2 separate regions of the Ovis canadensis genome follow, and region 2 is linked to region 1. The links are chromatin contacts, called in public Hi-C maps. All regions are on one chromosome and are shown on one strand. The core of a region is the stretch at or near the end of the contact, and the rest is flanking DNA. Distances in the headings are between cores, read along the strand shown.

Region 1 (5,983 bases), core at 2,292-4,791:
CTTCAAACACCATCTTTCTGCCAATAGTATCCAAAATTTTAAATCTTCAGCCCAGGCCTTTCTCTGGGCTGATACCAAACTGAGGGAACTCCCTGGTGGTCCAGTGGTTAGGACTTACACAGGCGGCATAAGTTCTATCCCTGGTTGGGGAACTAAGATCCTGCGTGCCTCGAGGTTTGGCAAAAAAGAAAAATAAAAAATAAAACCCCAGACTTACCAGACTTACAAGTCATTCTCCTTGCCATCTCTCTTTGCATGTCTAGTAGACATCTCCAGCCCAACATGTCCAAAGCTGAATTTCTAATCTTGCCACCCAAATCTGTTCTATTTGGCAATATCCCCCATCTCAGGTAATGAGTACTTTCTGCCACTTACTTAGGTTCAAAACTGGAGCCATCCTTTGACCTTTCTCTTTATTCTGGAACTCCTCTCTCATTGGCATCTCACAACTGCTTTCCTGGTCCCAGCTACCACCCTTCTCACTTGCATCACTCCAACTTCCTAATGGCCTCTATGTTTCCACCTCTGCCTCCTGACAGTCTGTTCTCAACATAGCAGTCAGAGTGGTTCTTTTAAAACATAAGTTAGATGTCAGTTCTCAGTTCAAAACCCTCCAATGTCCTCATCTCACTCAACCTAAAAACCAAAGACCTTAAGAGAGCCTGTGGAGCCTCTGTTATCTGAGCCCCCTTTCCTCACTTACTAGCCCACTCTGCTCCAGCCAACATGGCTTTGTTATTCCTCTTCTGAGATGCCGGGCACATTTCGATCTTATCTTAAGGCATTTGTACTCACTGCTTCCTCTTCTTGAAATGCTCTTTCTCTAGATATCCACATGGCTAACCCACCATGAAATATTACCTTCTCAGTAAGACCTACCTTCACATGCCCTGTTTAAAATTACAGCCCATCCTCACCCCAAGCTCTCCTATACCCTGCTCAATTTTGTTATATGACACTTATCACCTGCCAACAAATATAATTTACTTATTTATTATGTTTATTGTCTGGGGAGAAGGGAATTAACCAAGAGTCCTCCCGCACACACTGAACAAAGGCTGAAGATGGAAGGGAGTGAGGCTGGGGGAATATGAAGTGTGGGGATGAAGTGCAAACTGGGAAAAGATATTTGCACACCATAGATAACTAGCTAAGGATTACTATCTAGAATATACAAAGAACACCTTCAAATAAAGTAGAAAACAAACGAACAATCTGTATGTTTCCTATTGCAGCTGCAACAAATTACCACAAACTTAGTGGTTTAAAACAACACAGATTTATTCTTTCACTGTGTTCGAGACCAGAAAACCAAACTGGATCTCACTGGGCTCAAATCAAGGTGTCAGCAAGGGCCATGTTCCTCCTGAAGGCTCTAGGTAAAAAATCCATTTCTTTGCCTTTTCCAGCTTCTAGAGGTTGCCCACATTCCTCTGCTCCTGGCTCCCAATCATCCTCAAAGTCAGAAATCACACCTCAGACTTCTGCATGCATCATCATATCTCCCTGACTCTTCTGCCTCCCTCTTTCACTTCTAAGGACACTTGTGATTAATGAGACTGGCTCAGTTAATCCAGGACAATGTCATTGTCTCAAGATCCTTAATTAAATCACATCTGCAAAATCCCTTTTCTCCTATAAGGTGACATTCACAGGCTCTGGGTGGACATCTTGGGAGAGGGGTCACTATTCTACCTACCCCACAAACCAATAGAAAAATACACAAAGGGGCATTCCACAGAGGAAGAAACATATATGAAACCTTTATTCATCAGGAAATGTAAATTAAAATCACAGTAAAATACCATCACACACTCATCAGATTCACAAATATTTAAAAAGTCTACCAACCAAGCACTGTCAAGAATGAGGAGCAAAGGGAACTCTCATGTAGTGACAAAGGAAAATAAATTGGTACAGCCCCTTTGGAAACCAATTTGACAACAGCTAGTAAAGCTGAGCATGCGCTTTACATGTTCACGCATCCGCTGCTGCTGCTGCTGCTGCTGCTGCTGCTGCTGCTGCTGCTAAGTCGTTTCAGTTGTGTCCGACTCTTAGCAACCCCATGGATTGTGGCCCACCAGGCTCCTCCGCCCATGGGATTTTCCAGGCAAGAGTGCTGGAGAAGGGTGCCATCACCTCCTCCGCACGCATCCTTTACAACTCAGTAATTCAAGATGTATACTAGAAGCTACTGCATAGGTGCAACAGGAAAACTACAGGAATGTAGCACTGCTAAAAAATAGTCACTCCAAAAAAAAAAAATCCAACAGGAGATGGATTAATAAATTGAACAGAACCAAACAATGGTTTTTCTAGTAGTCATATATGGATGTGAGAGTTGGACCATAAAGAAGGCTGAGCGCTGAAGAATTGATGCTTTCAAACTGTGACGCTAGAGAAGACTCTTGAGAGTCCCTTGGAGTGCAAGGAGATCAAACCAGTCAATTCTAAAGGAAATCAACCCTGAATATTAATTGGAAGGACTGATGCTGGAGCTCCAATACTTTGGCCACCTTATTCGAAGAGCCAACTCATTGGGAAAGACGCTGATGCTAGGAAGGCAGGAGGAGAAGAGAACAATAGAGTAGGAGATGATTGGATGGCATCATCAACTCAATGGACATGAGTTTAGGCAAACTCAAGGAGATAGTGAAGGACAGGGAAGCCTGCCATCTGTGGCGCTGCAAAGAGTCGGACACAACTGAGCAAGTGAATAACAACAAAACAATGGAATATAATGCAGCAGTTTTTTAAAAGCAACTGTAGCTATATATAAAAAAAAATTCCATATGTGATATCATCTAAGCAACACTTCTCAAATATGCACGCAAATTAGCTGGGGATCTGGTTAAATGAAGATTCTGATCCTGTAAGTCCGGAATGGGGTCTGAAATTCTGCATTTTCAACAGCTCTCTGCTGTTCCATGGGCTATGCTTCAAGTAAGAAAATTCTCAGTATACTTAGGGATGCATAAAATGATAAAACTGTTTTCTTTTTAAACAAAAGGCAAAGATAAACACTAAATTCAGGAGAGCAGATATTTTTACCTCTGACTGGGAGAGTGGTTGAATAGGTCCTGGTGATGCTTTCTTAAACTGGCTGTTGGGTCCACAAATATTCCTGTATCTCACATATGTTACATATAGTATCGCCCATATTAAATATTGTATCTTTAAAAAACAATGAAAAGCGTACAAAAATAAAATTACAGGCAAAGAAGCTAGGTGGCGTCAAAGTCTTGGGTAAATAAAGAAGTTAGTCCTGTTAGCGCTACACTAAACTGAAACAGATACAATTTGCAGAAAAAGTGTTGTCCGTTCACGAAATACTCCAGAAATCCAACCTGTCAGGCTAATTCTTTTCAGCCCAGATTAAAGAGGCAGGATTTGTACTATCCAAGTTTTTCAAATTTACTGGATTTTATGAATCACCTGACATTCTTGTTAACAACACAGATTTTCAAGTGACTCCTGGGTAGATCCTGATTCTGGGCGTGCAGAGGTAGCCTGGGAAGCAGTACTGATAGGTTCAGTGGCTTCAAGCCCTAATTGGTAGGGTGAAAAAGCTCCGCCCGCCTCGTTAATAGACTTGCGGTTAGTAGGCCGTGGGGATATCCGATCAGCCCCAGTCGGCTCTGAGAAGCCCCAACACGGTGGGAGGACAGCCCCTCCCCACCCCAACCCCCGCCAAGGTCAGTTAGCACAGTATATCCATATTAGCGCGGCGGTCACCCCTCTTTCCCGGAACTATCCTCTTTAGCTCTTCTGGAAGAGGCTCTCCAGAGAGGCCCTGAATGACAGAAACCTAAACGAGAGGAAATAATTACGGCACTAGGTAACTTAAAACAGCGCAGAGTCGCCTAGGAACCCTCCCCTCCCATCCCAGGCCTCTCCAGGCGTTTCTTCCCTCCGCCTCCCTCAGAGAACGCGGAGAAGAAACGCGAGATACGAACACGGGGCGTGGCCTCACCCTGACCAATGGAAATGGGAGGCCTGGCCCTGAGTCTTCCTTTCATTGGCGCAGGGTCCCAAAGACGGCCGGGTCTAGCAGTACTGAAGCGGAAGTCGCGCTGCAGCCGGAATGCGCGCTGAACCTCCGGTCCGGCAACGTTTGAGCCGCCATCATGGTGCGGAAGCTTAAGTTTCACGAGCAGAAGCTGCTCAAGCAGGTGGACTTCCTGAACTGGGAGGTCACAGATCACAACCTGCATGAGCTACGCGTGTTGCGGCGTTATCGGCTGCAGCGGCGCGAGGACTATACGCGCTACAACCAGCTGAGCCGTGCTGTGCGCGAGTTGGCCCGGCGTCTGCGCGATCTGCCGGAGTGCGACCCGTTTCGCGTGCGCTCCTCGGCCGCGCTGCTGGATAAGCTGTATGCTCTCGGCCTAGTGCCCACGCGGGGATCGCTGGAGCTCTGCGATTTCGTCACGGCCTCGTCCTTTTGCCGCCGCCGCCTGCCCACTGTGCTGCTTAAGCTGCGCATGGCGCAGCACCTCCAGGCCGCCGTGGCATTCGTGGAGCAGGGCCACGTGCGCGTGGGCCCCGACGTGGTCACCGACCCCGCCTTCCTTGTCACGCGAAGCATGGAGGACTTTGTCACCTGGGTTGACTCGTCCAAGATCAAGCGGCACGTGCTGGAGTACAATGAGGAGCGTGACGACTTCGATTTGGACGCCTAGCGGACTCCCCTCGCCAGGACTGCATGGGGAAGCTGAGACACAAGCCTAAGAGTCTGTGAAGGCGCATCTCCCCAAGAGTGTATCAGCCAGTCGTCGGTTCTTAAGAACTTGCCTCCTCAGCTACAGGACACGCATGGAGCCAAAGGGTACGCCCTTTTCCACGAAATTTTCTTAGCTTTCGGACAATTGGTAATTCAGTGACTGCCATAAGAAACAATGGGAAGCGGTTTTGTACTGCACTGGGGACTTGTTTTGTTCTTGTACCTGAAATATTGCGGTGTGAATGCAGGGACTTGGGATTGGGGAGGACCTATCCCCGCCCCCAGCTTTCGTTTCATTTTCTTGTAACAGGACAGTGTGGTTTAATTTATTTAACTCGAATCCTTGCTCTTGTTCGTGATTAAACTGTGTACAGATGTCATAGAGGTTGGTCTCAAGTTTTCATAAAATAGATGAGATTTTAGTGTTCAGAGTTCTTTCTCTTGTTTAAAGAAATGCTCTCCTGATGCCAATAAATGGCCTAACTGCTTTTTAAGTGCAAATTTTTGTCTGGGTTTGTCACATAGGGTCGCATGTATAGGTCTCTCTGAATTCAGGAACCCACAGAAGAATAGTGACGGCAGCGAGCTGCCTGTGGGTGAGACCTGCCCTGGGTTCCACGTGTGGAGGTTGCAGGATGTTGTACAGGGCTGACCAGATTTGTCAGTTTACTGATCCCTTCCTCAGAATGAGTGTTTTGGCAGAACTCTTCCCCACAGGACTTCCTGTTGCTATTCCAGCCTCAGGAAATACCATATTAGAGGGCTGAAGTGTTTGCTTGCCTAAGGAAATAATCACCCTGTAGCTTATCTAGCGGTTAGAAGTAGCCCAGGAGGGTCTTGGAAAGTTCTTAGGAGTGGAGCCCTCGGGAGGCTCCAGGGCTGCCTGCCCAGAGCAGCAGCTGCACAGCTATTACCCATCACTGCCCACCATCACTACCTGCCCAGCCTTTAATTTAGAGAAAGGTTAGTTGCCCAGTTAGAGTGGGTTTTATTGAGGGACACAAAGGATGGATTGGGAGTCAGGGAGCCTAGCCTGATGACAATGGAAGAACATGAAGGGAGAGGATCTGTTCTAATGCAGCCAGCTCACTGGAAGGAAGACTACCGAATTTACTCATTACCACTACAAGGGAAATAACAGAATGCCAAGACCAGTGGGTTGCTTTTACCTGTACCATCTCCATCTCACCAGGTGTAAGGCAACATTTGGTGAAGAAACAAGAGGAGGTGACACTGGAGATGACAATAATAGCAAATGCT
Region 2 (6,613 bases), core at 2,409-4,908, 200 kb after region 1:
AAGATGGTATATGTGATCAAGTCAGAGGACTACATGTATCGGAGGACCGCCTTGCTGCGGGCTCATCAGGTGAGAAACAGTATTTGGAATTTCTCCACACGTCTCCCTCAGCCAGTATACCAGGATGCTGTAAGAAAGCACCAAAGACTGCGTGACTTAACAACAAAAACTTACTATCTTGACACTTGTAGAGGCTGGAAGTCCCAAGTCGAAGTGTTGGCAGGGTTGCTTTGAAACTTCTGAGGACTGTGAGGGGAAATCTGTTTCTTGCCTTTCCTAGCCTCTGGTGGGTTTCCAGCAATCACCAGCATTGCAGGGCTTGCATATTTCTGCCTTCGTTTTTGCATGGTATTCTCCCTAAGTGTGAGTCTGTCCAAATTTCCCCCTTTTTAAAGAACGCCAGCCATACTGGATTATGGGTCCACCCTCCGACAGTATGAGCTCATCTTAACTAATTGTATCTGCAACAACCTTATTTCCAAATAAGGTCACATTCTGAGGGGTGGAAGTTAGGATTTCTGCTTGTGAATTTGTAGGGGGACAGCTTAGTAATAGCTGGTGGCACCTTCTAGTGAAGCTACTCCCAGCATTCACATCTCCGGTAGTGTTGCTTGTGTGAATCCTGTCTGTGTTCACATGTGAAAGTCCTAGTGCTGTTACGTACCAGGTATTGTGCCAGGCCCTAAGACTACAGCCCTGAGATAGAGCATGTAAGGCAGTGTGATGATGTGCATTTCCAAGGAAAGAAACGAGGTGATCGAGGGTGACTGGCACACACAGCCCTGCTTTTGTTGGGAAGACCTAAGGAGGTGACCCCTGAGGCCTGTACAATGGTGAGGATCCAGCCTGGTGCAGAGTTGGGTTGGTACTTTTTAGGCAAAGGAAACAAGCAGGTGCAAGGCTGGGAGGGAGGAAAGGACTTCACGTGTTCAAAAAGCTAACATCAGTTGCGGGGGACTTGCTTGGGACCTAGTAATTGAGGCTCCACTCTTCCAGTGCAGGGGGTGCAAGTTCAGTCTCTGGTCAGGGAACTGGAGTCCCAAATGCCACATGGCAGGGCCTTTAAACAATAAGTAAAACATCATTGTGTTTTGAGCCATAGGGGAAGTGGGATGCATGAAGTTGGAAAGGTAGGCGGAGGCCACATTATTTATTTTTACAGGTTATGGTTTGGGTTTTGAGATACATTGAGACTTTGTTGATAAAGATATAGACTGATGGGAGTGAGCGAACGCACCAAGTTGGATGGGCAGAGACCACTCAAAAGACTGCTCTCATCCGTATGAGAGATGACTGCCCAGACTACCAGGATTATAGAGGAATTTTAATTAGATTGGAGGGACTTCCCTGATGGTCCAGTGGTTAAGACGCTGGAGCTTCCAATGCAAGAGGCATGGGTTTGATCCCTGGTCAGGGATCCAATATGCCATGCTGTATGCCAAAAAAGGATTGGAGATACAATCGTCAGGATGTGCTAATGATTGGATGTGGAGAGGTTTAAGAGAATGGAGAGCATTAAGGATGCTACCTGGTGGTTTTTGTTTTTTGATTTTATTTCTTTGCTTATTTTGCTTGAGTAACTGGGAAGCTTAGGGGTATGTCTGTTAACAGGAAAGGGTTATTACCAGGTTTGGGAGGCAGATCAAAGGACTACAGAACATTCAAGTGGGAAGCACAGATTGGGCAATTTAATGTACTTCTCTCTCGGTGCTGTGTGTTATATGTCTGCATGTCTGATTCAAATGATGTAGGGAGCTGGGAAACACCTCATTCATCTTTGTATCACCTTCCCTTCTTGCTCATGGGCACCAACAAGTATGTTGGAGGTAGGAACAAAAACCTCCACTGAAGATCTGCTGTGCCCAACAATCTGATGGACAGAATGGGATAATAGCAGGAAGGGATGGTGGGTTTTAAACCCTTTGCCTTGCGCTGTGACAGAAGTGACCAACAGCCTCATTGTCTCCCTCAGGGTACATTAGAATCGTCTGGGTTGCTGGTTTAAAAATACAGATTGATGGAAACAAGGAACTCTGTACACATTTTTCCCAAGACCTCCTCCTTCCCCAACATGCCACCACGTGGTGATGCTGCAGACCAAAATCGAGAAGCACTGAGCTAGTTCTGACCAGACCTTGGGTTGGCATTTCTCTCGGGGCTTTATGATCTGCAACTTGAGCCCACATCTTTCCTCAGCTACTTTAGAACAAAATTGGATTTCGAAGGGTTTTTCAGTCCTAGTTCATGGATGGTTTCTTCTTTGTTCTATTTTGCAGTCCCATGAGCGTGTAAGCAAGCGGCTACATCAGAGGTTCCAGGCCTGGGTAGATAAATGGACCAAGGAGCATGTGCCCCGTGAAATGGCAGCGGAGACCAGCAAGTGGCTTATGGGTGAGGGGCTGGAGGGCCTGGTGCCCTGCACCACCACCTGCGACACAGAGACCCTGCACTTTGTGAGCATTAACAAGTACCGTGTCAAATACGGCACAGTGTTCAAAACCCCGTAACTGCAAAGCCAGAGCAGATAACTGGAGGGGGGGTGGTGTGTGTGGGGGGCGCGTGTACTCGCACACACTGAAGAAACAAGGAAGATGCCTTTCAAGCCTCACTGGGCCTCTCTGGGACATGGCCACCTGATCTGTGCGTGGCTGGTGCAACCTGGCACCAAGTGGGCTACATATAAGGAACGTGTGACCCCTTACAAAGCCGGAGTTGGAACTTTTCCCAGGGGTTTTGGGTATTAGCCTGCCCTGGAGGGGAGGAAACCCACGCAAGCACAGGGACACGCAGCTTGCACACACCAGCAGAGTGGAGACTGGAGCCTCCTGGGGCGACTTTCAGTGAGGGAACCGGATGCTGTTCACACCTAGACGAGCTGGGCGAGCATCGACGACAGACTTGAGGAGGAGCCAGCGCTTAGATGGATTGTAGCTCTGATGGTCACTGCTCCTTTCCTCTTCCCCTCAAAAAGGAAAAAAAAAACTGGATTGGATTTTTCTTCCTGGTCACTTGAGCACATCTAGATCACCCATTAGGTTTTCTCTGGGACCTGCAGTTTGGCTTTGGGATTGATCATCTTGTGGATTTGATTCCTGATGAATACCTTGCTGCCCACCCTTTCTTCTCTCCTCTGGTTCTCAGCCTCAACAAGTTCAAATCAGTCGTCCTTTTTAGCTCCCGTGGAACTGTTTTGTACCTGCTTCTTTACTAGTCTACCCTAGTGCCATCCACCAGCTTTACTCACACACACACACACACACACACACACACACACAAACACAATTTTAACTTGGTTTTTCTTTTTTTTTTGTAAATAATGTACATACTGTCAATTTTTTATTAAAAGAAATATGCTTTGATGTGCTAGCATAACTGCTCTAGCTTCTTGTGTACCATAGTTCTATGTGGCTTCAGATTTAGTACCTATGAACAGATGTACAAGACATTTATTACACTTTTTACCAAAGGGAGTTACCGTTGTAGTACTTTTGTGTAAAACTTGTCTTCCTTCTTGCCCCAACTTTTTTTTTTTTTTTTTTGTAAATAAATAAAGCTTGGTTCTTACTTAAGGAATGAACTCTCAACACAAGTCCCTTGTCCTCACCAGAGAATACTGTTGAAGCAGGGATTTGGGCTTTGGTTCCTTATCTACATACAGTACAAAAACAAGATTTTGCTCTAGTTAGCAGTCAGTTGTACTTGTCCCAAATCAAAATATCTCAGATTTAAAAAATAGAATTATTCATTCTTTTGGTACATATTCTACCCCCTTATTTCAGCTGTTTGGAAATATTTTACATATGGGTATATTGTGCAGCTGTATAGTTTGTGCTTCTCTATTTTTTCTTACCTTTATTGGAAATGGGAGTGAACAGCTTAAATACCAAACCAGTGTTTGAAAGAAGTGTGTGCACAGTGTGTGGTATAAATGGGGTGAGGAGGGAGAAGGCTTGATACATTAGCAACTGCAAATGGAATATATACGTATATATATATTTTTAATTACATAGATTTAAAGCAGCAGATATTTAAACATGAGTGATTAGGATTTTTGTATGTGGGCAGCCTGGCTTTTCTGAACAAACACCAACTGAGCCCCTCCCAGGACTTTGGTGAATTTTTCTCCAGCAACCATTACTGTAGTCAAAGTAAACAACAGTGTTCCTGTGTGGTTTTGTTTGCTTTTTAATTAAAAATCCCTAATATCACCACCACAAAACCACATTTTTTTTTTTTGCTCTGGACTTTCCTTATGAATGGTAAGCTTATCTGATTTTTAGACTTTTTTGTTGGGGGCAGTGGAGGAATGGGCAACTATAGGAGACTCAGCTCACATGTGTGAGGTGGCAGGAAAGGCTTGTGGGAGATTCTGGTGAAGCTGCAGCACTGCCTCACTTGGAAGGTGGAGTGATACTGATGGGTTGGGTAGGATCTTCAGGTTTTCTGCCGGTAACTCAACCCACCCCCATCTGCTTGCTTAAGAAAGATCATGTTGACTTGGAGTTAATAGGGGGAACTGATTGAACCTGACCCAGGCAGCCCCAGCTATTGCTGTGTCTGCAGAGGGTTATGTCCAGAGCAGCTGCCTGCAGGTCAGGATAGGGTTTCAGGACCAATCCTACTAGTGCAACCAAAACGGAGCTTCACCTACAGCCAGGATTTACAAACAGCAGTTTTATGTCTCCTGCCTTCTGACATCTGAGCTCCAAGCTCAGCTCAGCCTGTCTTACAGCAGCAAGTTATATTTTAAGTCATGTTTGGTATTCTGTACTTAAGTCACCTTTCCCTATGATCTGCATTTGAAGTGTTGTAAACTTGGTCAGTATTTCTATTAAAATATCAGGGGTCGGTCATGTTGTGTATATACTTTTCTTCCTAATGATTTTATAGAGGAAGATTTCATCCCATTCCCAGGAGGGAGGTGGGGGAAAGCCGCCAATAAACCACCAGAGTAACATGAGGGTGAAATTGGAGGTATTATGAAAATTCTGGTATTATGGCTTCTCTGAACTCATCAGTCCCTGTAGAGAAATGCATTATTCTGTTAGGCTCATGAATTCTATGTCTGATCTGCCATCTCAAAGTCTTAAGTTTCTGGCGATGGGCAGCAATTAGCCATATACATAAAATAGAACACGTAGTAGAGGAACCTGAGGTTACTGGGGTATAAAGCACTCTCTATTTAACACACGTCCGCCGAATGGCTTGAAAGCACCGGTCCCTGGCGCCACCTTATGCAGACACAAGGACCATAGGCAAGGAGGTTCCGCTTGTAGCTTCTGAGATTAGGTGACCTGCATCTGCAGCAACCGAAGCTCCCACCAGTCGTGCCTTCGGTCTGTCTCTGTACTAGGCTTTTCTCAGAATCAAAGCGTCAGACTTCCTATTTTACTTAAGGATTTGCCCAGTGGCGACCAGCTCGGACCGAGATAAGACTAAAGCCTCAGAAGCGCAGCTTTTAGCTTTTAGCTTTCAGCTCGCTGCTCAAACTTCGGAGCAGCGGGGCTTCACTGAGCCGCTGGTGTTCCATGGAAAGCTGCCCGGGCCTGGAAGGCGCCTTTGAGGCGCCGGAACCTTTGGTTCCAGGCCGTGGACCGCGCCGGCAGCGCCTGGGGCCTTCCGGGGAGAGGAGAGAGGAGCGAACGCGCGGCGATGGCGGCGGCGCCGGCCCTGAAGCACTGGCGCACTACGCTGGAGCGAGTGGAGAAATTCGTGTCGCCGCTCTACTTTACCGATTGTAATCTCCGCGGCAGGTGTGGCCCCCTCGCCCAGGGCACCCGCCAGCCGCATCCACGAGTCTCTAGCCTCCCCTTCTGGGGGAAACCCAAGCTTCGGCCACATGGGCCGAGGGACAAAGTATCCGCCTCAGATAGTGCTGGGGCCCAGGAGGAGGGAGTGGGGAGAGACTGTGTCGTGGGGCAGCCCTCCCGGCGGTGGATGGAGGGAACGCGCATCCCCACCCGCCGGCTGGCCCACGAGCGCGCGCCCACCTGCCCCTCCCGCCCAGGCTCTTTGGAGACAGCTGCCCAGTGGCCGAGCTCTCCAGCTTCTTGACGCCCGAAAGACTTCCCTACCAGGAGGCAGTCCAGCAGGACTTCCGCCCCGCGCAGGTCGGCGACAGCTTCGGACCCACGTGGGTAACGCTCCAGAGAGAGGGCGGAGTTCCTGGGCCCCACCTCCCAGCTTGCTTGCCTCCCCTAAAAGTCTCCATTGTCGGCTCTCTGCCCTAGACAGTCACTTGGGGCAGAGCAGCACCCTCTGCTGGTTCCTCAAGCCTTCATGGAAGAATTTTCTCTTCCCCACTTCTCCCCACGGGCTTCCCTCCTGGTGGCTCAGTTGGTAAAGAATCCGTCCGCAGTGCGAGAGACTTGGGTTCAATCCCTGGGTTGGGAAGATCCCCTAGAGAAGGGAACGGCAACCCACTCCAGTATTCTTGCCTGGAGAATTCCACGGACAGAGGAGCCTGGCGGGCTACAGTCTATGGGGTCACAAAGAGTCGGACACGACTGAGCAACTTCCACTTCACTTCTCCCAGTTCGGTGACATCTCTTAGGAAGGGCCCTCTAGGACAGATCACAGACCCCTGATTCTCTGCCTCCTTCCCTCACCTTGC

What was found. Hi-C and Micro-C count contacts between places; a contact is called where the count stands out from the background.
Region 2: a Hi-C map of lung shows a contact between it and region 1, with 6 times the contacts expected there. The contact joins the promoter of MAN2C1 here to the enhancer-like site in region 1. A contact is called at or near these places in 2 of 2 Hi-C or Micro-C datasets (fibroblasts and lung).

The regions. Positions count from the first base shown.
Region 1 is chr18:46,735,835-46,741,817 of ARS-UI_OviCan_v2, forward strand. IMP3 (IMP U3 small nucleolar ribonucleoprotein 3) reads left to right here. Exons shown (of 2, transcript XM_069559626.1): 2 at 4,028-5,224. The coding sequence starts at 4,128. The coding sequence ends at 4,682. The region is part of intron 1 of SNUPN (snurportin 1); the gene reads left to right. Among named protein-coding and RNA genes, the nearest start is that of SNX33, 9.0 kb to the left of the region's middle. Within about 2 kb of position 3,542, the one cell type or tissue checked has open chromatin away from gene starts, as enhancers often do. A contact at or near this core is called in fibroblasts, where this site is marked.
Region 2 is chr18:46,933,140-46,939,752 of ARS-UI_OviCan_v2, forward strand. It overlaps MAN2C1 (mannosidase alpha class 2C member 1), which reads left to right and starts at 3,659. Exons shown (of 26, transcript XR_011250300.1): 1 at 3,659-5,753; 2 at 6,008-6,133. It overlaps SIN3A (SIN3 transcription regulator family member A), which reads left to right. Exons shown (of 21, transcript XM_069559489.1): 20 at 1-69; 21 at 2,277-3,573. The coding sequence ends at 2,507.